Regions from separate parts of the Mus musculus genome. Here region 2 is linked to region 1. The links are chromatin contacts, called in public ChIA-PET maps. All regions are on one chromosome and are shown on one strand. Each heading gives the region's core, a stretch centred on a gene start, on an enhancer-like site or on the middle of the called end of the contact. The rest is flanking DNA. Distances are from core to core; before and after follow the strand shown.

What was found. ChIA-PET counts read pairs in DNA pulled down with a chosen protein or histone mark.
Region 2: an SMC1A ChIA-PET map of the G1E-ER4 cell line shows a contact between it and region 1, with 15 read pairs. The contact joins two enhancer-like sites. A contact is called at or near these places in 1 of 15 datasets of contacts at CTCF or cohesin (the G1E-ER4 cell line), 2 of 484 Hi-C or Micro-C datasets (both in embryonic stem cells), 2 of 115 datasets of contacts at active chromatin or transcription factors (differentiating embryonic stem cells and extraembryonic endoderm stem cells) and 2 of 9 other capture datasets (adipose tissue and pancreatic islet).

Annotation. Positions count from the first base shown.
Region 1 is chr17:11,993,203-11,999,260 of GRCm38.p6, forward strand. All of the region lies in intron 9 of Prkn (parkin RBR E3 ubiquitin protein ligase), which reads left to right. The region is part of intron 1 of Gm46604 (a long non-coding RNA gene); the gene reads right to left. Among named protein-coding and RNA genes, the nearest start is that of Gm52293, 35 kb to the right of the region's middle. Within about 2 kb of position 3,824, at least 17 of the 459 cell types and tissues checked have an H3K27ac peak or open chromatin away from gene starts, as enhancers often do. A contact at or near this core is called in the G1E-ER4 cell line, where this site is marked.
Region 2 is chr17:12,202,691-12,208,496 of GRCm38.p6, forward strand. The region is part of intron 3 of Agpat4 (1-acylglycerol-3-phosphate O-acyltransferase 4 (lysophosphatidic acid acyltransferase, delta)); the gene reads left to right. Among named protein-coding and RNA genes, the nearest start is that of Gm46605, 59 kb to the right of the region's middle. RefSeq lists an enhancer at 1,261-3,057. Within about 2 kb of position 3,366, at least 149 of the 459 cell types and tissues checked have an H3K27ac peak or open chromatin away from gene starts, as enhancers often do. A contact at or near this core is called in the G1E-ER4 cell line, where this site is marked.

The DNA of each region.
Region 1 (6,058 bases), core at 2,574-5,073:
AAAGGGTTGTCTTGGTCTGTTTGCGTTTGGAGCTTGGCACCACCTCCATTTGCCTCCTACCACTAGGCTGTGATTCTCATACGTTATGCACGTGAAACAATTTCCCTTTCGTCTTTCCCAGCCCACGGCTTGCTGTGCTATTGCCCAAACCATTTCCACTCAGCCCCACTGTCTTGTTAGGACAGGTTTTGCATAGATCAGCACTTGGTCCCCCACCCCCAGGAGCATCGCCTTGTCGATGTGCTGGTTTCACACGCTGCTGGTCTGAAATTACATATCTCTGCTGCCACCTTCAGGACAGTCGCCTAAGGTAGAGTCCTGATTCTTCTGTCCCCAAGGAAGGAAAAACCCCACACATGCCTGCTTTGTGCTTTTGATGTTTCCTCAAACCACAAAGAAGGGTCCTATGGTGTCATTTGATTCCCTCCTAGTCTTTTAAGATAGAACTTCAGATCTCCAGTAGAAAAAAAATAGGCGGCACATGACAGAATGCTTTTAACACAGATACAATTGTGACAGGAAACGGGTACAAAGAGATTTGGGGTTTCATGTAGAGATCATTCATCAACATTAAGAATCAAAATCTGATTTTAAGGGTCACCGCTTGTAGGTTCCAACCGGCTCTGACCTTCATTGATCAGCAGCTCCTTGGCTGTCCCAATTGCATCAGAGGCCACTTCACTGGGTCTCCCATCATGCTTCCAAAGAGAAAATACACATCTCGAGTTTGTCCATTATGAGCATATGAGAAACAAGACTTAAGCATCCACCAATCATATGATAGCTCCACCACTATCACACTGACAGATTAACACCAGCAGCAATTTTTCCAGCTCCATGGTGTTAACGGTCCGGGGGATTAATGACCCTTTGTATATACACACAAGTAGTGCTTGCATCCCTCTCTCTAAGCAGACTCATAGCTATAGCAAAGACTTGACGTTGCCGAACACGTCCTAGACTTTCGCATGACAATCTGTATCATCAGTAGACTGGGACGTATGTTAGGTAGCCAGGTGCTAAACATTTTTATTACATAGGAAGCATTACAGCCCAGTAAGAAACTATTTCTTACTGTGTTTACTATGTGCCAGAAACTGTGTGCCTTCTTTGAATATGCAAACATGCAGAGCAAAGAGATGCCTCTGTGGCAACCCTGAAAACTGAGAGGAGAAAGACCAATCCGTAATTGTCCAATTAAAGCAAGCTGTCTTTGGGGGGTATACCTGGGACTGGTCAGTCAGGCTGCTTCTCTCTAAGTTGGGATTTTAGAGAACAGCCCCTGCCAGCCTCTTGAGGTCCCTTTTATAGGAGAGATGAGAGAGTCGGCTGTTATGCAGTGTCAGAAAGATACAGTAAAATGGAAGGAACAGGGTAAGGATATTATACATCATGTAAACGGAGTCACAACTTTAGTGTTGGTGGAAAAACATGCTTTGCAGTTTACATCAGATCTAAAAAACAGGAATTTATCCTTAACTACAAATAGAAACCCTAACTTACAAGGACTTAACACAGGACAAACAGGAACTTGTTCTTTTTCTTTTTCTTTTTTTTTTTTTTATTTTTCAAGACAGGGTTTCTCTGTGTATCCCTGGCTGTCCTGGGACTCACTTTGTAGACCAGGCTGGCCTTGAACTCAAAAATCCACCTGCCTCTGCCTCCTGAGTGCTGGGATTAAAGGCGTGAGCCACCACTGGCCTAGGAACTTGTTCTTTAACTACAAACAGAAACGTCAAACTGCCCAGGACAAACAGGAACTTAGTCTTAACTGTCTTAACTGTAAACAGAAACCTTAACCTGTACTGTAGATTGTTCTTGTTTTAGTCTCGCACTCTCTCCAGAGCCTCTGGCTTCAAAGGTTCTGTTTTGAAGCAATAGATTAAATGTATATCTTGATCTTGTTATCATTTTTCAGATAAGTCTCATATGGTCCAAGCTGACCTTGAAGTCGATATGTAAACAAGGGTGACTTTGGTACCCAGCCTCTACTTACTGAGAGCTACTATTATAAGAACAATCCACCATGCTCAGCTTATGCGGTGCTGACATCCAACCCAGGGCTTTCTGCATCCCAGGCAAGCATCCTACCAACTGACCTACATCCCGACCTATGGTTTGGTTTGGTTTAGTTAACAGGGTCTTACCGTGGTGTATCCTACAACTCACTGTATAGACCAGGATGACCTGAAACTCATAAAGATCTGCCTACTTCTGCCTCCTGAGGGCTGGGATTAAAGCCGTGCACCACAATGCCAGGCTACGTTTCTAAATGTAAATATCTTGCAGACTATTTTGTGAATTGGAGCATGCTGTTCTTTCACATAATTTTTAACGCAGTCATGCCTCCTGTCATGATGGGGATATGTCCTAAGAGTGTGCCATTAGGAGATTTTTGTCATTGGGGAAACATCATGGGTTGTAGTTATAAAACACTAAGAGGTTACCGCCTCTGGCAAACCTAAGGGGTAGAGTACAGCCTGTAGGTCCTGGCTACGTTATCTTCACAGCATGCTACTGTGTTGAAGACTGCAGGCAGATGTCACCCAGTGGCAAGCATTTGTCTATCTAAATGTATGTCAACATACAAAGATCCAGTAAGAACACAGTGAAAGATGTTAAAACAGCATTTCTATATAAGGCACTGACATAGAACAGAGTGTATAGAGATGAAGTTGGCTCTGGGTTACAGTGAACAGCTAACACAGGAGAGATGCTTCACCCATTAAGAAGACTTGTCACTCTTGCAGAAGATACTGGTTCAGTTCCCAGAGCCCGAGTGACAGCTCACAACTATCTGTAACTCCAGTTCCAGGGGATCCAGTGTGAAGGCCCAGGACAGCACCGTGAACCTCTGCAGACCAGACACGCTGTGTGTTTAACTACACTAAACACACACACATGCACACACACACATTGTGCTTTAACATACTTTATATGGTTTTTAAACATAAGCACACCATATAAAGCATTTTCTTTATATCTTTATTCTATAAGCTTTTTTTCCACATTATTTTTAAACTTTTTAAGTTAAAACTGTAGGACCCAAAGACACCGTTTGGCCTTGGCCTCCCCCACCCCGGGATGAAGGTCATCACTGCCACTGTCTAACTGTGTTGCTTCTTGCCTCACCCTACAAGGTCTCCAGGGATGGCGGCATGGCGCTGTCCCCTCCAATGGAGGCAGTGCTTTCTTCCGTATCTTTCCTGGCAGGCAGGCATTACCTGTTACAGACTGCATTCCTGTTCCTTTGCTCCGGTTCCTGATTACTCTGTTCAACAAAGATTTTTTGTGAGTGCAGAACATTGTCCTCTCTATCAGTAACAGCCCGTTCTGTCCTCTCTATCAGTAACAGCCCGTTATTGTCCTCTCTATCAATCAGTAACAGCCCGTTCTGTTGGGTGCTTCTGATAAATGCACTGTCGGTTTCCTGGCAGGTTCTTCTGTTTTATCTCCTACAGTCTCTCCCCCCCCCAGCCCCCACTTCTTCAGTGACGTATGCCCTGGTGCTTGGATCTCAGATGCCCACCATTGACTTAAGCATAACTGTGTCTCATGTAACCACACTCGGTTTGCTAATTGTGAGGGAAAACTAAACTCAGTGCTAACAAAAGCTCAGCTCTTACTAAGTAGAAAAATATGAATTCATTAGATTTAGGCTTTATTAAATAGTGCAAGGGTTTTTTGACCTCTTCTGAGGCACTCAGGATAAGTTTATCACCTCAGTTAAGAGGAAGTTAGACACAGTCTCCTGGGCTTGGATATGTGCTAGAGGTAACATTGACTCCTGTATCCAGGTTATGTTTCTGCATTCCTCTATCCCTTGGTTCATAGCATTGGATCTGTGGGTTCTCTTGTTCATTGTCAAATCAAAGGACACAATCATGCTTTTGAGAGCAGTGACCTTTGCCTGCACTGGATCCCCTGGAACGGGAGTTACAGATAGTTGTGAGCTGTCACGCAGACGCTGGGAACTGAACCAGGGTCTTCTGCAAGAGCAACAAGTTCTCTTAATTGAATACAGAAAGTTTAAATTGTTGTGGTTTTATGGTCACTGTTTTACAAAAGACAGGGCATAAGATGACTTATAATTTTTCTGAGACATGTCAGCCAGGGCTCCAGCAGCAAAGCAGAGCCACCAGGATGATTACACACACACACACACACACACACACACACACACACACACTCACTCACTCACTCACTCACACACGTGAGAGAGATAACACCTAAATAAACAAACACACATATGTATGGATTATGATTATAGCCACACACATGTATGTGTTGGTTATACCTATCCCTATATGCACACGTACACAGCTATAAAGATGCAAATTACTTATTTATATTAAGAGTGTGATTGCAGAATTGGCTTACCAGGTCTGTGAGCTAGATAAACCTGCCTCAAGTCCACAACAGGACAGACCTTGGGAAGGACATGATGAAACTGGTGGGCACAGCCTGACCCTGAAGCCCATGTAGGGATTGAGTCCATCCACCCAGATCACCTTGGGAAATCTCACTGAAAACCAGCATGGTCTGTAAAATGTCTTCAGAGCAATCCCTCTGTCAGAGTGTGATGGGCCTGTGAGGACTGTGACCTACCCAAGTTTTTAATGAAGCTGCATCACAGGTGCTCATGTGCTTGACCCTTCTAAGGAAGCCCAACAGTGGACCATGGTGCAGAGAGCCAGAAGAATAAGTGTGGATCACTTCTGTAAATTTGTTTGTTTGTTTGTTTTTGTCAGGGTTTCTTTGTATAGCCCTGGCTGTCCTATAGATCAGTCTGTAGACCAGGCTGGCCTCAAGCTCAGAGATCTGCCTGCCTCTGCCTCCCTCAGGAGTGCTAGGACTAAGGGCATGTGCTACCACCATTGGCATTATTTGGTCTTTTTTGTTATTCTGTCTTTTGTTTTCCATAGCTGAGGACTGAACCCAGGGCCTTAAGCTTTCCAGACAAGTTCTCTACCACTGAGCAAAATCTCCAACCCTATACTTGTGTAACTTTTTAAAGGCATATAAATCAGATGGGGTTACACACACCCATAAACATGATAGGCCTGAGCACACAGAAAGCTTAAACAGAGCCCGTCTGGGATACATAGTGAGTCCAAGCCCAAACTGTACTACAAGATGAGACCTTGTCTTGGAAAAGTTTACATATTCCAAATTTTTAAAAGCAAAATGAAATGCTATAGAAATCGTTGGTGATTGTAAGATCCCGCTCAAGAGAAGGCGACGCAGGGAAAGCAAGCTGTGTAAATGGACGGTAGTTGTCTCCCTCGGTTCAGCTGACGTCTGTTCCAGAGGTTCGGAAGGGCAGTGTAAGGATCCAGGGAGTCTTGGCAGCTGTAAGGCCATGATTAACACATAGGTGATATCTGTGCAAAATGCCAGCCTTCCATGTCGCTAATCAGAGAAAACCCCATAAACCCCTGTGGGAGACAAGCTGGCCAGCAGTGAGCATGGAACTATTGCAGTGGGGAGGGGTATCTGTCTGGCTTCTCCCAAAGCAGCTCTCCCTCTTGACAATATTTCAGCACCAGCAGAGTTTCTGCACTGGCCCACAGAATCATCCCAAAGATTTCTGTTGCCTCACCCAGCACTCGAGAGACTAAGGCCAGAGTAAGGCTTAATCCCAAATTTGACCTACTTAGACCTTATCTCCACCCCAGCGCCCCCCCAAAAAATCCAGTGTCTGGAAATGGATGTATAGAAAGATGACATCTTGTTAGATAGGAATCAATTACAATGAGTTGGTTTCAATAAAGACGTTCTTAAAAAGCATTCAGGTAAGTTGTGGCTATGGTGGGAGGAGAGTTTCAGGGATTTTTTTTTTCCTTTGAATCCATGTGCCTTGTATTTCTTTTTCAGGAATGAATTTCCTTTTAGACATTTAAGAATAAAACATTGGTGCTGGAGAGATGGCTCAGTGGTTAAGAGCTCTGACTGAGCTTCCAGAGGTCCTGAGTTCAATCCCAAGCAACCACTTGGTGGCTCACATGGTATCAGATGTCCTCTTCTGGTGTGTCTGAAGACAGATACAGTGTATACA
Region 2 (5,806 bases), core at 2,116-4,615, 210 kb after region 1:
AACACAGATGAACCAAAGCAGGACATGGCCCCTCCTGCCAGCCAAGGACTTCAGATCTACATGGTGACTCACTAAATGAATATTAGAGTCAGAGAGTTTTCATTTTTATTACCTTTAAACTTGAACAACCTAGGTTGGATGTAATGGGTGGGGGCTGGAGCTTGGAGTTGGGGAGACTCCACCAAGAGGTTCAGCAAGCAGGCCTCAGACTTTAACCCAGGGCAGTGTCACACCATGAAGTGTGTGTGTGTGTGTGTGTCTGTTCTAGTGTCCCCAAAGGAACTGAGGGGAGAGAAGGTGAATCACTTGCCCATTTTCTCCCAAATGCCAGAGAAGCAGCCAGCGCCATTGCTGCATGGACTTCATGGCTTTGGGAGAAGTGGAGGAGGGAGAGCAGGAGAGGAGGGAGAGCAGGAGAGGAGGGAGAGGAGAGGAGGAGGGAGAGGTGGGGAGGAGGGAGAGGAAGAGGAGCAGGAGGAGGAGCAAGAGGAGGAGGAGGAGGAGGAGGAGCAAGGCTGAACTATCACTGCTGGATAGGGGCAGAAGTCAAAGGCCATGCATGAGGGCTCTTAGACACAGGCTGATTTTTTTCCTACTGGGGCCAACTGTGACCTAGGGATGGCTAGGGAGTGTGTCACCATGGGGCACAGTGGACCAAAATCTTCAGGTCCTACTTGCTTGTCTTTTTGCCTCAGTGAAGCATGAGCGTGCCAGGGTCAAATTTCGGAGTTTCTGGCCAGTGCCAGGCCTAGCGCTCCATCAGTGATGTGCCACCCTGCGGCTGCTGTCAGCACTCCTCTGCCACCCAGGCTGCGGCCATGCAGGCTAACTCTGAGGCTAGCTGGGAGATTCTGCCTCAGATCCTTAATGGAGCCATGTGTCTTCGTCATCTCTAGCAGCATGTGGTCTCCAAAGTGAGCAGGATAAAGCACAGGCACACAGACTAGTGACTCTCTCATGGTTGGGGAGGCGGGCTCCAATTAGCTGGAGTTCTAGCACAGCGCTCCAGGTCTGTGGTCACGTGACTGTCAGAGGGATCGGCTCCTGAAACGTTGGCTTGGCGCTTCTGGCTGTCCTCCAAGCTTAGTGACAGGCCTACTGTCTATGCCTCAATCCCGGACACACAGGCCTGCTGGAGGCTTTCCCCCGAACACAGAAGCCCCTTCTCCCAGGATGTATGCAATGCCGAAGAGTGGGAGCGAGCACCCCAAGCAGAAGTCACAGCCCTGTGTAACGGAAACTTCTCTCTCAGATTCCATTTGCTGAGAGGTGAACTCGGAGCACAGCCCACACCCAGGGTTACTTCTAGGTCATGGGACCATCTTAGGGGCCACCCACCATACCATGGCGTTTTGTTTGAGACCTTCTCTTCTTCCTCTTGGTAAATATCCTATCCCTTAGGTGATGCAAGGAAGCATGGCCAGGAGAACAGGTTAGAATTTGTTGCATTTCTCTGTGCAAAGAACAGGCCAAGCAAAGAATTGTTGCTAATTTTCAAGTCTTAAAAGTTTCGTTTTCAGATGATATTTTGCTCATGTTTTTTTCTCTCTCTCCCAACCCCTCCCCCACCTTTCTACCTGCTCAACTTTATGTTTCTCCCTCCCTCCCTCCCTCTCTTTCTCTCTCAAAAATAAAAAAAAAAAAATTGAAACAAATGATTATTATCCTGGGGTGTGAGGTTGGCGTGTTCTTTGATGGTGGCCTTAGTCATGGAGCATCTGCCCTTAACTTCCCAGCTCTCAGGGCGCTGAGACTGAGACCAGCCACCAGCTAGTGGGGAGGGGCCTGATGAGCTCTTCTAGGCTGGGGAAGTGAGCCTACTGAAGGCAGATTAGAGTATATGTAAAGGCAGGGTTGTTGGATAAGTTCACTGTTCCCAAGGAACTAGGCCATGGAAGTCACCACGGGAAAGGGAGACAGAGGGGAGGGGGAAGAGGGGGAAAAAAAAGCACCTTTACACAGAGAGGGAGAGAAGGAAGAAAGGCAAGAGACCAGAAAGTCTGCAGTGTACAGGGCAGAGCCTCGGAGGAGAAGCCCAGCCCCTGGGCTGGAAACTTCAGGATGGCGAGCAGTATGGTACGCAAGGGAGGGGACTGAGGGATGCTGGGAGAACTTTGCCACCAGGTCTGCTAACTATGCACCTCACTGTTTGTCTGGGGTCTGAATCACAATCAGGCCTAACACCTCCTGCTTATTTCTGACCCCCAAGAGCTCTGAGCACACACCTCCTATTGAAACTGGGGCCTAATTCATTTCTTACAACATCTTAGCCAAGATTAATTGGCACCCTCTCTGCAGACTTAGGCAGGCCCTGTTGTGACAGCTAGAGTAGACAGATGTGTTACTTTAAGCCCTGATGGCTTATTTACTGACCCAGGCAGGGTGGGGCGTGGTGCCCGGGATGGACCTGGTGTTACACAGATAAGGAACCTAAAGGTGACCAAGAGAATTCTGAGTAGAAAAAAGTCCCAGGCAGCTCACACACAGGAGGAGCCAGCCCTAAACTGCAGTCCTAAGCCAGACACGTCAGGGCCTCTTTTATGGTACCAACTCCCCTGGCACGTCAGTTAAGTTAGCCTGTACTGGCCAGGAGTGAGTCAGGCAGAGACAAGGCTGCCTGACAGCAGAACTGACCCCTCTCCCTTCTGCAAACCATCCTAGCCAATGACATATGTTCCACACTAGCTACCCTCACAGACACCCATCTGTTCCTCCCCCGGGCCCTGCACACCTGCTCCAGAATCGTTCAGTTGGCCTTATCACGGACACCTGTCAGAGCAAGGTGTCCCGTTATCTCCTGCCTGTAAGGTGTCCTGTGTGTGTCTGCTCTTGCTTACCCCTTACCCCCCCTCCCCCCAATACTTTCTGCTTATCTTCCTAGATACTCTGGCCTTAGGCGGTTCTAGAAGTATCTGGGCCAGCCTTTCAGAATAGTAAGGGTGGGGTGGGGTGGGGCGAGGGCCATGGGGGTGGTAAGGGCAGGAACTCTTTTTATCTGTTTTGTTCTGGCTGCATCACAGGACCTCAGAGAAAAGTCAGTGCAAATACCCTTGCTGCTCTCAGCATACTTCTTGGCCAGGAAACACCCCTCCTCTCCCCCACTGCACCCTGCACACCTGTCAAATCTAGAAACGTCTGGGGCTCGCCCCAGGGAGGAAGAGGCTGAGTGGGAGGAAACTTTATTCAGTGAGGAAGGACCTTGTGTACTGGGCTGGCTTCTGATAAATGATGTGTGGTTATTTCCAGCCTGAGAGAGAGAAATTCTTAGAGAGCGCTTTTGTTTAGAAGGTTTGGTCTGTGCATTCCCCCACCCCCACCCCATCCTGAGGGCTGTGACTAATCGTGAACAGGCTTCATTTTGTTTAGAGAGACTCTCAGGACTTCCTGGTAGGAGGCTCCATAGCATTTTCCTGCATGTGAGGCCCTGGAAAGCCAGAACTGGGCCAGCACCACAAGAGAGATGTACCACATCATAGAGTGTCTCAGCCCTTTGGTGCCCACTGACGTGCCCTGGTGCCCACTGACATGCCCGCTTCATCATTTTGAGCTCTGCTCTCATCTCCATCATCCCAGAGCTCCCTGTCCCAGGAGGGCAGCTGTGTAGTCTGTGCTGGGGGAAGGGGCTAATCAAACCTCCAGTGTGCTACCCACCATTTGCCTCTAGACTCTTGTCACAGACAGTCCCACACACCTATGTGTCCCCAGCATTGAAACCCTGCCGGGCCTAAAGGGAGTCTTTGCATGGACTGGACAGTTTGAGCTTCATGTTTCCAGGAGATAAGCTCTCATGTCATGGGTGGGAACCGAGGCTGAGCTGGCAGTTGCTTTGCTTGTCCTCTGGTGTGACCAGGCTAGCCTGACCCCAGGGTAGGCAGGCCCCTGTCAGACTTCGGTCTTGGCTACTTGTCTCTATCTAGTTTGCATGCAAGGAACAAGCTAGAATGCTGAAGAGTAGCTCTTTGACCTGCTTACTTTTGACAAACTTCTCACCCTTCAAAGTTTCACTGAAATGACCTTATTTATTTATTTATTTATTTTTAAGTGAAAAGTTTTAATTTGAAACTTTAAGAACAAAATGAAGAAAAGCTCCTGATCACTAAACTTCATTAATTAAAATTTGTTAATTGTATTTATTGTGCATATGTGCGCACACACGAACACATATGACTTGGTACATGTGTGTGTGTGTGTGTGTGTGCACACGCGCGTGTGTACGTGGAGGTCAGAGGGTAATGCATACGATTCTTCATAGGATTCTTTTCTCCCCTTTGCCTGTGTGGGTCTGGGGAGTTCTGTCTCAGGCCACCAAGCATCTTTCCCCATTGAGCCAGGCATCTTGCCAGCTTTAATTTTTATATATTTAGTGGCAATAACCACCATGGCTAGACCCTAAGGGACCCACTGATAAGCCTTCAGGAGTGGTTTTATGTTTGAACCTAGTAAAGTATTAATACAAATGCAGCCTTAAGCAGGGGCCACCTGCTGAGTGTCCTCAGCCCTGGGCTGGTTTCTGCCAGACCCTGGGGGTTTGGGTTTAGAGGACAGAAAGCCCTGGCTCCTAACCTGCAAACCTGACACTGGTTTGCATTTTTCACTTGGCAGGCTGCTGTCCTGGACCCAGAAGGGGTCTCATTTGCAGTCTGGTAGTGAGATGAGTTAAAAGCCACCAAATTTGAGGGTTAAGATGCCTGGAGCCCCATGCTATTTAAAGCAGTTTTTTGTTTTGCCATCTGGTCATACAATGCACTGTTTAGTTGAAGATGCTAAATTCTGGCTCAGAGAATGGCTGTGTTCCCCGAGAGATGGCCTCCCTAGCTGGGTGGGGCACCCATGGTAATGAACTTCTTAACCCTCATGCCCCCATATACCCTTAGCTTTCACCCCCTTTTCTCACCTCCAAAAAAAATCTCCAGAACTTTTTGATCTAAAAACTGGCCACGGTAGACACTTAATTCAGCACATGGTGGATATGGGTTACCCTATATTAATTTTAGGTTTTCCTAGATATATTTACATCTTACTGCCTTATTAATTTCCAGGATGTCAGTCAAGAATGAGTTAAACTTGTAAAGCCTCTTAGCATAGCCCCTCCCTCTCTCCCTCCATCCATTTCCTGTTTATGTAAGGTGAGAATTTTATATGGAGTGAATTTTATATTAATGGCTGTAAATTAAGGCTTGACTAATCCGATTTGTAGTTGGCCAGCCAACTGCATGCTCCCAGAGAGTGAACATTTTCAGCTCTATGGATCACATTGTCTGTATGACTACCATTCACCCATGATAGCAGCTGAATTGCTCCTGCATTCAGGTGAATGCTTACCCTGTACCAATAAAACTGCACTGAAACCCGTGGGCATCAGAGTGGCCCTTGCGCTCTGGTTTGCAGCTGTAGCTGTACTATTACATATTGTCAGATGTGTAGTATACCCTGTAGCCAATGAATGCTTTTACTGTGGGACCTTGAAGTGACTCTTGGTGACGTATGACAGTGATGGGAATAGACTCTTTTTTTTCCCTAGAGCTGAGGACCGCAAACCCAGGGCCTTGCGCTTGCACTGAGCTAAATCCCCAACCCCCGGGAATACAGACTCTTGAGTCACCTCTAGTTGAAGCCCTAGATTCTCACAACCCACTAGGGCAGCCTTCTCCACCAGCTACCAAAGGCCAAGTGCTAACACTCACTTGTGTCTCACAGGAGAACCACAAACAGGAAGTGCACCCAAGAATGCAGCTATGATTGATTGGCTGGGTGAGACTGACCACCCACCCAGCCCAGTAGCTGCCCTGGTAGACCCAACAGCACC